3 separate regions of the Rattus norvegicus genome follow, and regions 2 and 3 are each linked to region 1. The links are chromatin contacts, called in public Hi-C maps. All regions are on one chromosome and are shown on one strand. The core of a region is the stretch at or near the end of the contact, and the rest is flanking DNA. Distances in the headings are between cores, read along the strand shown. Region 1 overlaps LOC120100783 (a long non-coding RNA gene). Region 2 has its middle 140 kb from the start of Tbl1xr1. Region 3 has its middle 300 kb from the start of Tbl1xr1.

Region 1 (2,550 bases), core at 19-2,518:
GAAATATAGTAACAGGGTGAACTCTAAGCTATGCAGAGCAAATGGCCAGGTGACTATAGTTGTTAGTTAGTTACTATTATTAACTATTGGTAATTTTAGTGAAACAGCTACATCTAAATTGTGGCTTTGATAGTTATTTGACCTTGAGAAAAATTTTATTTGTTTTCCTGAGACCCTGGTTTTCCATTTAAACCATAAACAAACAAACAAACAAACAAACTGACTTAGTAGGCACAACTAATGTGACGGTTGTGAGAATTAACTGAGGTGATGGAAATGCTTGGCAGTGGGTGTGTATGCTTCAATGGTGGGGCTTCTCAGCTGGGGTCATAACGCCATCTACTCACAAGGCTGAGGCAGAATGACTAATGCTGAAGGCCAGCCTGGGCTGTGCAGCACACATGTAGATAGAGTCTAGTCAATCTAGTGAGACTCTACCTCAAAACAAAAGTTTAAAAGATGGTTGAGGGGGCTGGAGAGATGGCTCAGCGGTTAAGAGCACCCGACTGCTCTTCCAGAGGTTATGAGTTCAATTCCCAGCAACCACATGGTGGCTCACAACCATCTGTAAAGAGTTCCAATGCCCTCTTCTGGTGTGTCTGAAGACAGCTACAGTGTACTTATATATAATAAATAAATAAATCTTTAAAAAAAAAAAGATGGTTGAGATAGGACTCAATGGCAGAGTACTTACCTCACATGTGAAGCCATTGGTTAAAGTCATTATGTAAAAAATGTTAATTACTACTACAAATATACAAGTCAAAACATAGTAAATGCCCCAGAGAAAATTAAAAGCATAGGGTAACTCTGAGGAAAGGAAAAGAAAAAACTCAAATGGAAGTGGAGGGTACACACCAGGTTGAACAATTTTCTTGAATGGTTATTACTCTCACATAAGGACTGGGAGGCAGATTTATCACAGAGCAGCAGGCTTCACTCTTGTTCCTGACTCCCTGATGCATTTAGACCATTCTGAGGCCCTAGGGCATACTCTGTAAAGCCTTCATATATTTACACCAAATTTAAAACTTCTGTGTATATGGTATTTGATTGGCAGGCAAAAACAGTTTTTCTTACTCAGGCTCACCTGTGTAGAAAGTCAAATTCTTGCTTGGCTTTCAAACTCCAGCCTAGAGTTAGAGATTTAAGAAAATATTATTTGCATCTGGTTAACGAATAGCTGAGTTACTCTCACTACCCACTGGCCAACTTATCCAGCAACGACATCAAATGTCCATTGGTGTTTTGAAACCCAGAGTCTGAGAAGAATCAATACATGTTGCTGCTGACACCTCTTTTGACAGCCCAGAATGACCCCAGGGAATGGCATAATGAAGATGGGTCAAGATAAACTTCACAGGCATGAGACTTCCATATTAGGTAATAATAGATTTTTGTCAAGTTTGATAATTAACATACCCAGCATTTGAAATATTCTGGATATTAAAATAGAAAATGTTTGAAATACAATCAGGGTTCAGTATGGGGAAAATTCTTCGATCAAGAGAAATGCAAAACTATAAGTAGCTAATCTGCTTTGAGTCAGTCTGTGTAGTCAGCTTGCAAATTCTCTCCATAGATAAGAACATAAACCTATCAAGGTACCTCCGTGGGAAGTCAATCAGTGACTAGCTAGTCAATGGGTTGTGCCAGTACAAACATGATCTAAGATTAGTTAACTTGAAAGGTTCTGAATTCTTTTAACCTGTATAGGAAAGAAACTGGTTTAGTGGTTTCCAATAGTGACAAAATAAATCCTACCAAAATACTTTCAATCATGAAGTCTGTAATAGGCTAGAAATATGCAGAATTGAAAAAGAAACTGAATAAATAAAGAAGTAAACTAAAAACAGCTAGATAAATGTAGACGAAATTGTGCAAGATCCTGAGGTTGGCAAATAAAACATTCTTGTATGTTTTCTGATATTTATAGATAATTTATTTCTGAGAAGTAGATAATTCATTGTAATTTTCCTATATGTAAATATTTACTTTCACATCTTGTATTTAATTACCTTCTTCCTTGTTTTAACCAAATATAGAACAAGAAACAAATTAACAAATAAGGATCTCTTTTGCAATATGGCTTAAGGGTATAATCCAATGGTATATGACAAGATCATAGGTGGTAGGCTGGCCCCACTACATCTCCAGGTAGAAAGTTGGGAGAATGTTGAATGCTGGATTTCAAGTGACCTTTTTCTTCCTTTTTGTTTTAAATGTAGAGGGATCCCAGCCTAAAGGATGGTGCTACCCAAAGGTGTGTACTTCTTCCTTAGTTCAAACTTTTTTCAAAACTCCCTCACAGACATTCCCAGAAGTGTGTCTCCTAGGTGATCCCAAACCTAGTCAAGTACAACTCATTTATTAGTTGAACTCTTTATTTTAAAGACTGCCCAAAGAGAACAACAACAAAAATCAGCCTCAGGCCCACAAAATTCGGACCTACTCTGGCGTTGCTAACGTCTTAGTACCTCTTGCCGATAGTTGACTTGGGATTGAACACAAACAGGTAAAATCCCAGGTTTGTGAAAGGAAACATATGGA
Region 2 (2,550 bases), core at 35-2,534, 510 kb before region 1:
CCACCTTCTTGGACTAAGTGGTTCTTTCAGGAACCTCGTGGATGTGGGAGCTTTAGAAGGGGCTGCAGCTTCAACTGGGACTGGAGGCTGCTGGTTAGGGTGGAATTTAGGAAACCAAGAGTCTGTAGGCTGTTTTCTGAAACAGGAAGAGGGGCTTTGACCTGAGTGCAGTGTTTCCAGAAAGAGTTGCCCATTTGAAAAAAAGGAGACAGAGAGGTGCAAAGTCTAGATGTATAACTCCCTAGTTGCCCAGAAGACAATGGCTCTCCCCACTTCGATGATGTGTCCACAAACAGGTTGAGCCCTCAGCCCAAGCTCAGAAGCCTTGAATAGTCCTGCATCTCCAAAGCACTAGTTCGCTTTCATCTCTGCACAGGCCCAGCCCTCCCCTTCCTTCCTGAGCTAAATAAGACTTGGCTTCTTGGTGGCATTTGCACAGGCCTGCGACAGGGAAAACAGTCTGTGGCCTTCTCCTCCTCTGGTGTCACTATCCAAGCTGGGTATGCTGGATGTGCAAGGGGGGGGGGGAAAAAAAAAGCCAGGGCTCCAGGAGACACCAGCTTGGTGGCACTGGCCCCACCCGAGTTGGTAGCACAAACAGGGGGAGGGGGGGTGGTTCTGGATCTTTTAATGCAAATTCTGTTAACCTAGCACTGAAGATGGTTGAGTACCCAATGGTCCAGTTTGCAAGGTGGGAAGAGGAGCCTACACTGTGCACCTGTAACGAAACACGTGCACCTGTAAGGAAACACGGACACCATGGCTTACAAAATGTCACCAGAGCTGAGGTGCAGGTTCCTAGAGGCTCCTTGGATCGGGGACTCCAGCAGGAAAAGGGACCCGGAGCTTTCCAGACCTTGAAGACTGTATCTTGTGTGTATGTCGAAATGTTGGGATGGGGCAAGGCCTTTGCAATCTCTACTTCCCTTGGTGACTGCTGCTAGCCTTGTAACCTCCTCTGCCGCGTGGTATGGGCTTGGAGGTAGGTGGTGGGACCAGTTCTATCAGCCAGATGAATTTTTGGCTAAACATAACATTGAAAACCCCTTCTCCCTAGCCCAAGGCCCCCTCTTGACTTGGTGGAGGCGATCCTGCTGCGGCTGAGATCCATCCAGCCTGGCCAGGCAGCCGCCGCAGTTCCCCTCCCCCGCCGGACTGTGAGCCCATTTTCGCTCGGCTGGTCTCTGCGCCGCCGGATGGATGGCGCCCCACCCCCCGCTCCTCTGCTCAGTCATTCAGACTTGGAAAGTCAATAACACGCTGACATCATCAGGGGTTTGTGTATTATTACACGGCTACTTTCCAGAATACCTGGCATTATCTAAGAGAGGAGCACTCGATTGCACCAGCAAGGCCCAGAGCGGAGTCTGCAGCCCCGGGGAGGCGCGGCTGCTCTGGCCCGGCTCTTTTTTCCACCGGGAGTACCTCCAGGGCACCAATTAGGAACAGATGGTGGCTTCTGCTCTAAAAGCAGATGCACTTTAGATATCGATACAGATTCATTTTGGCTTGGGGGTGTACTCAGAAGTCACCCTCAAGTGACCTCCATTTCTTCTGAAAACACACATGCCCTGACTTTTGGTCCTTAAAGAGCATTTTCAATGACTCTCACAGAGGCAAAAAAGAAAGGCATTTGCTCTAACCAGAAGCCAAACCCTGCCTCTTGAGGCTTGGGGTGGGGGTGGCGGTGGGGGTGGGGTGTTATGTAATCACCATTGCGGCTGATTAGCGCTTTGCTTTGCCTCCAAGGCTGAACTGAAGGTTTTGGTGCCTGAGTTTCTCTTTAAGCTTACTGCAGGGCAAACGCACAGAAAAACACGGCCCAGATTTATGGTGCAAAACTGCTCTCCAAGCAAATTGCCTTAGCATTCTGTTTCGGTTCTGGAGCAGGGGAAGTAGATGGATTTGGTGTTAATTAAGATCTCTTTATCTTACTGTTCCGGTGGTTCCTTTGCCTAGAACGAGGATTTTTTTTTTTTAAGTCTATGCATTTAAGCAGTTTACTTCTCTCCCCCTTGCTGTGAACGGTACATTGAAGTTGCTTTGATACTAATTAAATGTATAGATTGCTGCCACTTTGTTCTTGAGAACACATTCACATATTAAAGACAATACATCCAATAACTCACGCAACATGGTGCCTTTTCTGTTTGGCCAAACAGGCTATTTATTTACAGACACAGGACAGGTCTCCTTTAAATTCTCTTCGGTACTTTTAATTGGGGAGAAAAAAAATGGCAGCCAGCCCTAATTTGGAGAATGACAAGGGGAAGGAAGGGCTGGCCCTCCTTGGCCTCATCTTACCCCTCCTGCTCCCGGCAGGGAGCTGCCTGATCTAAAGTCCTTAAGTGCTCCCCTGGAGGAAACAGAGCAGACAGCCTCTCAACTAGTAAGGTTTTCTCTCCCAGCAGCCCGTCATTCAGAAGGTTAGGGCAACTTCCCTCTAAATGCTATGAAGGAGAACAGTCTGAAGCTGTCATTTCTTGAATTCAGCCACAGCTGGTGAGCACACAGCTGGGAGTCGGGGCAAAAACTTCCAAGATGGCCCCC
Region 3 (2,550 bases), core at 19-2,518, 350 kb before region 1:
GATTAAGAGTAGGTGAAGAGATAAGAACCAATTGCACAAACAGGAGAGATGGCTCAGTGCTTAAGTGTGAGGATGAGGACCAGAAGTCTGACTCCCAGCATCTATGTAAGAAGATGGACACTACTACAGGGAGCTTCATTGTTCAGAAAGCTTAGCTCATAGGATGTGTTTTTTAAAAGGTTCAACCATTGTTTGTACTGGCATCCAATCTCAGTGATCTGGTAGTGGGCTGGAGGATGTATTTTTTGAAGGAGTTTTTAGCCACTTATTATGTAGGCCACAGTAACCTGAAAATATATTCTGGTGTATGTTTGTTGATCAGTAATAAAATCACAATTTGATTGAGTTATGGAGTTAATTGTTTCTGACAATAATTGCATACAAGGCATTTATTTTCATCAGCAGGAAGTTTTATTTTGAGAAATTTGCAAGTTCAAACTGAAGGGCTTGTCTGAAGGCAGAGATTTGCAAACTCAAAGATAATTACATGTTTTTAACATTCTGGAAGCCAAAGGCTGGGAAGGAACAAGAAGACATACAATATAAATGGCCTCAGTGTTTCATGAACTATTTCAGGGTGTCTTCAGGGTCTCAATATGCATTTTCCAAACAGGCAACTGTGTATTCTGTATTCAGGGGCACAGAAAACACTCATTTTTTTACTGACTTTCCACACACCAGCTTGTAAGTTGAGTTGTTAGGATTCTGTCAATGCCTGATCATCCAAACAGATTGTGCAAAGAAAAGGAGAAGTAAAGGTAAATGAAATAAATCCTAATCTTGTATGACTTATTGCAATCTTAAAATGTTATTATGTTTTTACAATTCCATAGATGTACTGGACATACTTTGATTATATTCACCCACATCCCCCCTTCCCAGATTGATCTTTCTAGGGAGAAAGTCTTGAGTGAGAGTACATTGTTGACTTGACATGGTCATGTCAAGGATTCCAGTGCCTCAGCACACACACACTCGCGGGCGCGTGCGCACACACACACACACACACACACACACACACACACACACACACACAGAGAGAGAGAGAGAGAGAGAGAGAGAAAGAGAGAGAGAGAGAGAGAGAGAGAAAGAGAGAGAGAAAGAGAGAGAGAGAGAGAGAGAGAACTCAATACTTTACCTCAATACCACACCTAGCTGATTTTAGGTGAGTTCTGAGGGATCAAACTTGAGTCCTTATAGTTCCCAGGCAAGCACTTTCCTATCTGAACTTTGATCAGTCGTTTTGGGAGTGTTAAAATCTTCTTCAGAGCAGTTTCTAGTTAATTATTAGCAAGCTCTCCTTTTACCAGATGGCTTCTAACAGATAAAGCAAAGCCAGTCCTCATGTATTTTTCTGTGATCAAAAGGCATAAAGCAGCTGCTGGTGAATGCTGCTGGTGTCCACGAATGGTGCAGTGCTGGGACTTCCAATCTCATCATGCATTTCACTTTTAATGTGCTATGCACCTCAATGTCTGCTCCTCTGTGCGATGCAGGAGAGTATAGACTCACTAGCATGGTGATGTCACTCTTGGTTCCCTTCTGTTTCAAAGGGCTCTGAAAACACTGTTATCCGGAGCCAAGGTCCCTAAACCAGCTCTTTTTCAGCACACCGAATTAATGGTAATGCATGACAATGGTTGGAAGTAGGTTGTTTTTAAAGTTTAGAGGAAAAGCTTAAATGGTCCCAAGAGCTGAGAATGTTTACATAAAATGAGGAAATCAAATTTCAGCAAATATGTACTCTGAGCTTATTACAATGTTGAAAGCTGGTTACTTTTTAAGCAAGATTTTTTTTAAAACATGTTAATTAAGTTATTCTGCATGTGGCATGGGTGTGAGTATGAAGGTCAGAGGACACTTAACCAGAGTCAGTTCTCTTCTTCACTATGTGAGTTTCAGGGATTGAACTCAGCCATAAGGCTTAGAGACAAGCACCTTTACATGCTGAGCTGTCTTGTTGGCCCAGACTGATCACTTTGTTTACAGACCCTAGTCATTAACTTTATGGAAATGTCATAAGCATTCTAGAGAAGCTCATTTGCCCTCTGGTAATAGTTGAGCATGTGCTTAGGCACTGTAGCCATGATCTTGCCCATGCTTAGCAAGGGCCTGCTAGGGTCAGGTGTGGCAGCATGACCATTTAGAATAACTCAAGTGTCCAGGTTGAAATCGTAGCTGCTTACATTCTTGTGCTAATTATGTTACTCAAAAACCAGTTTGTAGTGTCCTGCATGTAGGACTAAGGAAAGCCGGTTTCTAGTTGGTTTTTGACTGGTCAATAAAGTTACCAGAGGCCAATGGCTGGGCAGAGAGACAGGACGGGACTAGGGAAGGTAGAAGAGGAGATTTTGCCATGATGAGGGCATAGGAGACAGACTACTCAGGAACGGTGTAGGAGGGTTAGATGGCCAACATGTACGTGCAAAAGCAGCTTCAGGAGGGCTGCACAGGAGGGTCAAGTGCAGCAAAGATAAACTATAGATTTAGTAAGTATTAACTCAGGAATATTAGAGGAGAGTGTGTTAGCAACATAGTTTTAGGTTGTGG

The links. Hi-C and Micro-C count contacts between places; a contact is called where the count stands out from the background.
Region 2: a contact with region 1 is called in a Hi-C map of liver, with 7 times the contacts expected there. The contact joins two enhancer-like sites. A contact is called at or near these places in 4 of 12 Hi-C or Micro-C datasets (hepatocytes, kidney and liver) and 1 of 1 datasets of contacts at active chromatin or transcription factors (oligodendrocytes).
Region 3: a Hi-C map of liver shows a contact between it and region 1, with 5 times the contacts expected there. The contact joins two enhancer-like sites. A contact is called at or near these places in 2 of 12 Hi-C or Micro-C datasets (kidney and liver).

Annotation. Positions count from the first base shown.
Region 1 is chr2:106,074,684-106,077,233 of GRCr8, reverse strand. It overlaps LOC120100783 (a long non-coding RNA gene), which reads left to right. Exons shown (of 3, transcript XR_010064199.1): 3 at 1-2,550. Among named protein-coding and RNA genes, the nearest start is that of Tbl1xr1, 650 kb to the left of the region's middle. Within about 2 kb of position 1,268, at least 3 of the 93 cell types and tissues checked have an H3K27ac peak or open chromatin away from gene starts, as enhancers often do. A contact at or near this core is called in hepatocytes and liver, where this site is marked.
Region 2 is chr2:106,586,320-106,588,869 of GRCr8, reverse strand. No RefSeq gene overlaps it. Among named protein-coding and RNA genes, the nearest start is that of Tbl1xr1, 140 kb to the left of the region's middle. Within about 2 kb of position 1,284, at least 89 of the 93 cell types and tissues checked have an H3K27ac peak or open chromatin away from gene starts, as enhancers often do. A contact at or near this core is called in hepatocytes and liver, where this site is marked.
Region 3 is chr2:106,426,124-106,428,673 of GRCr8, reverse strand. No RefSeq gene overlaps it. Among named protein-coding and RNA genes, the nearest start is that of Tbl1xr1, 300 kb to the left of the region's middle. Within about 2 kb of position 1,268, at least 4 of the 93 cell types and tissues checked have an H3K27ac peak or open chromatin away from gene starts, as enhancers often do. A contact at or near this core is called in liver, where this site is marked.